Linked DNA regions of Mus musculus: region 2 is linked to region 1. A link is a contact called in public Hi-C data. All regions are on one chromosome and are shown on one strand. The core of a region is the stretch at or near the end of the contact, and the rest is flanking DNA. Distances in the headings are between cores, read along the strand shown.

The links. Hi-C and Micro-C count contacts between places; a contact is called where the count stands out from the background.
Region 2: a Hi-C map of trophoblast stem cells shows a contact between it and region 1, with 2.2 times the contacts expected there. The contact joins two enhancer-like sites. A contact is called at or near these places in 1 of 484 Hi-C or Micro-C datasets (trophoblast stem cells) and 1 of 9 other capture datasets (embryonic stem cells).

Annotation. Positions count from the first base shown.
Region 1 is chr16:8,883,792-8,887,253 of GRCm38.p6, reverse strand. Gm30310 (a long non-coding RNA gene) reads right to left here. Exons shown (of 3, transcript XR_001781949.1): 1 at 3,057-3,462. Among named protein-coding and RNA genes, the nearest start is that of Gm30310, 3.9 kb to the right of the region's middle. Within about 2 kb of position 1,808, at least 7 of the 459 cell types and tissues checked have an H3K27ac peak or open chromatin away from gene starts, as enhancers often do. A contact at or near this core is called in trophoblast stem cells, where this site is marked.
Region 2 is chr16:9,837,879-9,841,340 of GRCm38.p6, reverse strand. All of the region lies in intron 3 of Grin2a (glutamate receptor, ionotropic, NMDA2A (epsilon 1)), which reads left to right. Among named protein-coding and RNA genes, the nearest start is that of Grin2a, 160 kb to the left of the region's middle. Within about 2 kb of position 1,615, at least 3 of the 459 cell types and tissues checked have an H3K27ac peak or open chromatin away from gene starts, as enhancers often do. A contact at or near this core is called in trophoblast stem cells, where this site is marked.

The DNA.
Region 1 (3,462 bases), core at 559-3,058:
TCCTGGTCTCCCAGGATGCAGGATCTCCATCGCCCAAATCAGCACAGTGGGTGCCCCGACCTCCATGAGAGTGGGGGCTGGGCTTGGTGATCTGTTTTATTTCACCACTGAAACAGTCCCTCAAACATGGCAGGCCTTGAACAGCATTGCTGGGATGGAGCCAGGCAGGGCAGTGTGTGCCTGGAGCTGTGCATGCCCGAGGCTGACTGGGGAGGCATGCTCAAGTCCAGAAGTTTGGGGTTAGCCTGAGCAACAGAAAAAGACCATGTCTACTAAAAATTACACTACAGGCTGGGTGTGGTGGCTCATGCTTGTAATTTCCTGCGACTGAGACTGGAGGATTCCTGTGAGTTCAAGGCCAATCTTTGCAACACAGTGAGATCCTGTCTTTATAATAAACATGATATTTTTTGTTATTTGAAAGAAAACATGACTAAGTCGATGACGGAGCTTTTCCCTCCAGTCCCACGAGGTAATCAGCTCACATTCGGTCTCTTTCCATGGTGTTCTGCTGTTTGTTTGGGGCTTGTTTTTTGTTTTGTTTTGTTTTTCGAGACAGGGTTTCTCTGTATAGTCCTGGCTGTCCTGGAACTCACTTTGTAGACCAGGCTGGCCTCAAACTCAGAAATCCACCTGCCTCTGCCTCCCGAGTGCTGGGATTAAAGGCGTGCGCCACCGCCCGGCTGGGGCTTGTTTTGTTGTTGTGTTTTGTTGTGGGTTTGAGGGGTTGTTTTATTGCTGCTGCTGGTGGTGGTGATGGTGGTGGTAGGCTGATTTTAGAGGTTTGCTATACTTTTTTGTTTTGTTTTGTTTTTGATGTTTTTTGCAGCTAGGAGGAGTGAACCTAGGACCTCTGACATACCGGTCAAGCACATTCATGCCACCCAAGTGTCCTGCCCCTGAAATACATCCTCCCCAGCATGTTTGTGGCACACGTGTAGAGGTGATAAACCTCCTCCACCCGAAACACACATAACTGGCAATTGGGAGCTGGCTGGGGAGTCATGAGAGTGGGAGAGCGGGTCTTGCCCCTCAACAGCTGTGCACTCGGGAGAGTGGGTCCTTTGCCTGGTCTGTGCAGCACAGTAGAGCTGGCCCTAGTAGCAGGGCCGCAGGTGATCCGGCCCTAAGGTAAAGCCAGCATGGGAGCGCTGGCCTCACCACTCCTCCACCATGGGGTTGTGCTGGTGTGGAGGTGAGGCCCTTCCCACACCTAATTGCTGGAAAGCCTTCTGGGATACCACTTGGCAGAAAATGGGCTTCAGGCAGGAATCTGACATTGGAAGTAAGCTCAGGCAGGACTCTGACATTAGGGCATAATAAGGAAGTCAGTTTCAGTAAGAATCTAACTTTAGGCTGTAATAAGGAAGTCGGGTAAGGCAGGAATTTTAGGATGTCTCAGGATGGAACAGAAGAACTAGGCTTCAGGCAAGATTTTGGGCTTGGACGAGGAAGTGGGCTCAAGTGTTGGGTCATTATAACAAGCCCTTTTAAACAACTGCCATGGGAGTAATCACAGGACTTCGCTTACTGCCTTGTTAGTTCCTTATTGTACTGCTCGCCCAAAATACCTGCATGTAATTAAAATGTATAAAAAGTGGATTGGAAAATTAAATTTGCCTTCAGTCTGAGAATTGACTTGGGTCATGCTACAATGTTGTCTAACTATCTTTTTTTCTTTTTAATCCTCACTCCCGCGCTGGAGAACCTGTTGACTGACTGAGCGGGCTTGGTCAGACTCACCCCTCACCACGCCCAGCAGTTAGGAAAGCTGGCCCTGGGTCCTGAGAGCAGGAACGCTGGCCCAGCCTCTTGCCAGCTACAGCACTGAGTGGGCCTCGAACTTTTACTGAGCAGCACAGTGGAGCTGGCTGGAGAGGTATGGGTACAGGTGAGCCACCCAGAGGGCATGACAGCAGAAGAGCTGCCTCCTTCCTGCCAGTAGCAGCATTGGGTGGCCTAGCCAGGGCAGTGCTGGAGAGCTGGCCCTGGTGGTGTGGTAAGGACTGGAGGGCTGACCTGCTCAACTGCCACCCATGCCCAGATCCAAGGCTTTTGAGTTGGCCTATCCCAACATCTACCTCACCTGTGAATTTGGGGGGGGGGGTGTGAAAGGGCCACTCCGGCTGATCCAAAACTCCAAGATCTCATGACACAGGGGAACACATAGGATAACCAGGAGGAGTCCCAGTGAGAATTCAATGTTGGTGTCACAGAAGCCAGAGTCTTCTAACCAGACACATTGCAATGAGCATTCGCAAGTGAAGGCATGTGGACAGAGGGATATCCTGTGGGACACACTGGGACACACTGCAGCTTCCACCATGAGATGTTTTCTATGCTTTGGGTGGGTGTGTGTGTGTGTGTTATTCTGGGGGAGTTGAAAGGGCAGAGGGCAGACACGAGGGGACAGGGAGATGAGCGAAACTGGGGTACATGATGTGAAACTCACAAAGAATCAATAAAAAGTTTTTAAAAATAATAAAAATAGGGGTGGGAGGAAAAAAAAATAAAAAATTAAAAAAATAATAATAATAAAAATAAAAGCATTTAATTGGGAAGCTTGTCTACAGTTTCAGAAAGTCCATGATCATCATGCAGAGGAGCATGACAGCAGGCAGGCAGGCAGGCAGGCAGCAGGCAGGCAGGCAGGCAGCAGGCAGGCAGGCAGGCAGGCAGGCAGACCTGGCCCTGGACAGAGCATAGCGTTTACATCTGATCCACAGCTGCAAGCAGAGAGAGACACTGGGCCTGGCCTGGCCTTTTGAAACCTCACAACCCACCCCAGTGACATGCTTCCCCAACAAGGCCATACCTCCTAGTCCTTCTCAAACAGTTCCACTAACCGGAAGCCAAGCATTAAAATTTATGAGCTTACGGGGACCATCCTGGTTCAAACCCCTACAGTTCCTAGCCCAGTTCTTGTTTTTTTAACACTTGTTTACTTGTTTGTTTGGGGGTAGCAGGTGCATGACTGCAGAGTACAGCCCTGGGAGCCAGTTCTCCTCTCTACCCAGTAAATCCCAGAGACTGGGTTTGGTGGCAGCTTCATTTACCCAGTGAATCGTGTCGTCTTCTCTCTTGCCTTTCTATAGGAAAAAAACACTGTTCTTTTTTCCCTCTGGCTAATCCTTCTGTGGACACACACATGCAGTGCAAACGGGGTATTGCATAGAACACGCTGAGGCCAAGGGTAACAGCTTCCCACAGCACGATCTGCACTTTCATTTTCTTCCATCTGCGGAGGCAGGATCACACTACTCAGTTGCTGGTTGCCAGGTAGCTCCAAGCAGAGCATCCCCTTACTTTCCTCTGCTGAAAGGAACAGGCAGAAAAGACACATAGAGGTCATCTCCTGGCAGGAAGCAGCACGGGCAGCTTCTTAGGTACCCGACACTCAGAGGAACATGGTGCGCTGGCGCCCCCTGCTGGTTGAGTTTAGAATGACTGAGAAACTGTTGT
Region 2 (3,462 bases), core at 366-2,865, 950 kb before region 1:
GGCTGGCTTTCCTATTTCCTTACGCTCTATACTAGCCAGGATTTTCAGCCTGTACCAGCAAGACTTGCTAACATTGTGAATTGCTACCCCCCCTTTCCTCCTCAATCACCCGAGAAGAGGTTTCTTTACCTATGTAGCCTATGTTGGCCTCATATTTGTGGCAATCCTCCTGGCTGTGCTTTCAAAGTTCTGGAATTATAGATGTAAACCACAATGTCTGGCTGAGGTTGTGAAATTGTTATTGCTACTTAGTTAATGAGCGCTTTATCACAAGGTGTAGTTCCCATTGTGTGTTCATGCATGGATGTGTGTGTACATGAGTGCATGTGTGCCTGTGTCTGTCTATCTTCCTGCCTGCCTAACTACTGTCTTTATACATTTCTAGTAGATGCTATGGTATTATTGGCTATAGTCAATGGTCTGCTCAGGATCAAGATCTGAATATATTCTTCTTATAGTAGAAAGCTTGTAACCATAGACTATATCTTCTCTTTGTTCTCCTATGCAAACCACTCTGGGAGAAAGATGAGGTAAATTCAGGACAAGAAATTTCTGGCTTTGGTAGTTCCAAGTTCCATCCAGGCTGGGCTCAAAAAGCCGCAGCTATGTTCTCAGAAGGAATAAGTTGCCACTAGCACTGGGCTAGAAGGCTGGGCTGGTTCAATTATTTTGAGAACTGTTTTCTTGCCTTGGGTGGGGGTTGTTTATGTGCAAATGTTGCTGCTGATTGCAAGTATGTTGGGTGTTTGTACTGGAGCTGATTTCATCTGTTGGAAGTGCCCAAGAACTGTGCATGTCCTGTGCACAGCCTTCGTTTCAGTGTCTGCTGTTGATGCCCCAATCAGTGATGCGTGTTTTGCATTCAATCTTTAGGATCTAATGACAATCATGGAACAATAACTATAAAGTAGTCATAACAAGAGCTCTCATAGGTCAAAAAATGGTCTTGTGCCAAGTAAACAGTATTTATTTAGGTGGATGGGAGGGTCTGAGACAAAGTCTCACATCATTTCTCAGACTGGCCTGGAACTCATAGCAATCCTCCTGCCTCCACCTCTCATGTGCTGGTGTGAGTGACCACATTTTGCTACTGAACATTTTGCTACCTGCACCTGCTCACCTTTTCTTCCCTTGCTGCATAGAAAAGTAGCATGGATATATTTTTGTGAACAGTGAAGTGTCCTCTCATTTTTTGGTGTGTGTGTGTGTGTGTGTGTGTGTGTGTGTGTGTGTGTGTGTGTGTGTATGTGTGTGTGTATAGGGGTAAGGTTCTCACACTGTAGCCCACAGTGACCTGGAATTTTGACAGTACCCTAAAACCTGTAGCTTGTCTTCTGCCTCCACTGGGGTTATAAGTGCTAGCCACCTTGCCTAATGGGCACAATTCCTTTTTTACTTATGGGTTTCATCAAAGACAAAGAAATCCAGACACTTGCTCATGGTTACAAGTTTACTCAGGGATTGGGGGCTTTCTCAGCAATTTCTCCTACCTTGAATTTAATGGGGTCCTCACCTCATTTACCCTTAATGAAAAAACCAAGTCTTTGTTTAGCCTGGGTATGCTTTCCCTGATAGTTCTTCCTCTGTGCCTACCCACACCACCCCCTCTGTTCTGCTCTGTGGCTTCTGCTGTGTGGCTGCTTTCAGAACCTCCATGCCTATCTCAGGAAGGCATGGCTTTCACTCTTTCACTCTTTCTCTCTGCTATCTCTGTCCTCTGGGCAGTTACTAAGATTTACAGCTTTCTGCTGTTGTTTTTCTTTTAAACTCCAATAAACATCTACCCCAGACCTTCCAAAAATACATTTTCAAAAAGAAATAATTGTTCCTTGTGGTTTGGAGGAATTGGAAGAATTAGCAGGTACAGTTTGAAGTCATTGTGTGTAGGTGACAGCCTTGGGGCAGAGGGGCGTGGCTATGGTTCTAACACCACAGGTTGTCCTTGAGCACCACAAGGGAGTCCGGTGCCCAGAGGCTAGAACTTTGGGAATCAGAGCATCCCGGAGTCAAGAGGCAAGTTTGCTTCCTGCACCACCCCCCCATGGTGCCTGTGGATGAGTGGCCCTGCAGGCAAGCAAGCTTGGTGTGGGGCCCCAGGAGAGTTAGGAACTCTTCTCTTGCAGCCATGGCACTGGCTAGAATAGGAGCTCCTCACTCACTTCCTTGGCAAAGTGTTCCTTTGTGTTAGCCAAGAAGAGCCTCTAGAATCTTCTCACCTGCTCCTCTTACCTGACCTCATGTAAATGTGATCATGGGGCTGAGCAGAGAGCTGTCTGCCTGACTGTTTCTTCTCACATTTGGGAAAACCATTGTCTTCAGGTTGTGGCTCTTATGAAACATCACAGGATGGCTGTCTCACCTAGAGGTGTTTCTTATCTCACTGCCTTCTGTCACAACAGTCACTGATGTTATTTCCTAATAAGTTTGTAACACAGTTTCACATCTAAATTTTTTTGAGACAATTTCATGTTAGCACAAGCTGGCCTCCAAGCTTGAGCTAAGATTACAGGCTTGTATCACCATGTGCATCTCTACGGAGTGCTGAGAACTAAACCCTGGCCTTCCTGCAGGCCTGAGAAGACTTCTATCCCAGAAGCAGCACTCTCAGCCTGCCTTTGTGTTTTATCTGGCCCACACATGTGCTCTTCACCTCCCAAGACACACTGACCTTTCTAGTCATCAGCCTTGTCTTACTCACTCATCTCTCCAGAGAGCAGTAACTTTCCCTGCTTTCCTGCTATTTTAGGAACGTTACACACCTGAGGCAAAAAGTCAGAAGTGTATCAAGGCTGGGACAGCAGTGAGCGAGGAACTTTCTTTGAGTACAACTTTTCCTAAGTTTTACTTCGTAATTAACATATATTTATTATATGTATTTATAGGGTACAATATGATGCTTTGATACAGTATATGTTGTGTAATGATCAAATACATGTAATTAGAGCATCTGTCACCTTTTAACATTGTTTTCCCTTTGTGGTAGTAACACACAGAATACTCAGGACTTATCTTCACAGATATATTGGAATACATAATATGTCTTTGGGTCATCACTGCAGAATTCCAGTGGGTGGCCAGAGCTAAACTATCAAGATAAATATTATTCTAGGACAATATTTTAATGAAGTGTTTTGTTTTTATGAATTTTTAAAAGTAAAAAAATCAATGCAAAGAATTCTGTGATTAATAAATTGTGGGGTCAAAAGTAATCGAATTAATTTATTATTGCTACTAGAGCAGTTACATGTGTCATACTGTCTGTGTGTGTAGGTCAGATGCCAACTGTGTGGAGTTGGTTCTCTTCGCTCACTGTGGTGTTGGTGCCAGGGACTGAAATCAGGTCCTCCGGCATGTGTGATTTACCCACTGAGGCATCTTACCGCGGGCATGTGCTACTTACCCGCGGTGTCATCTCATTGGCCTCCAAATATGGGGTTTTTAAATAGAGAGCTGAGTAAGTCT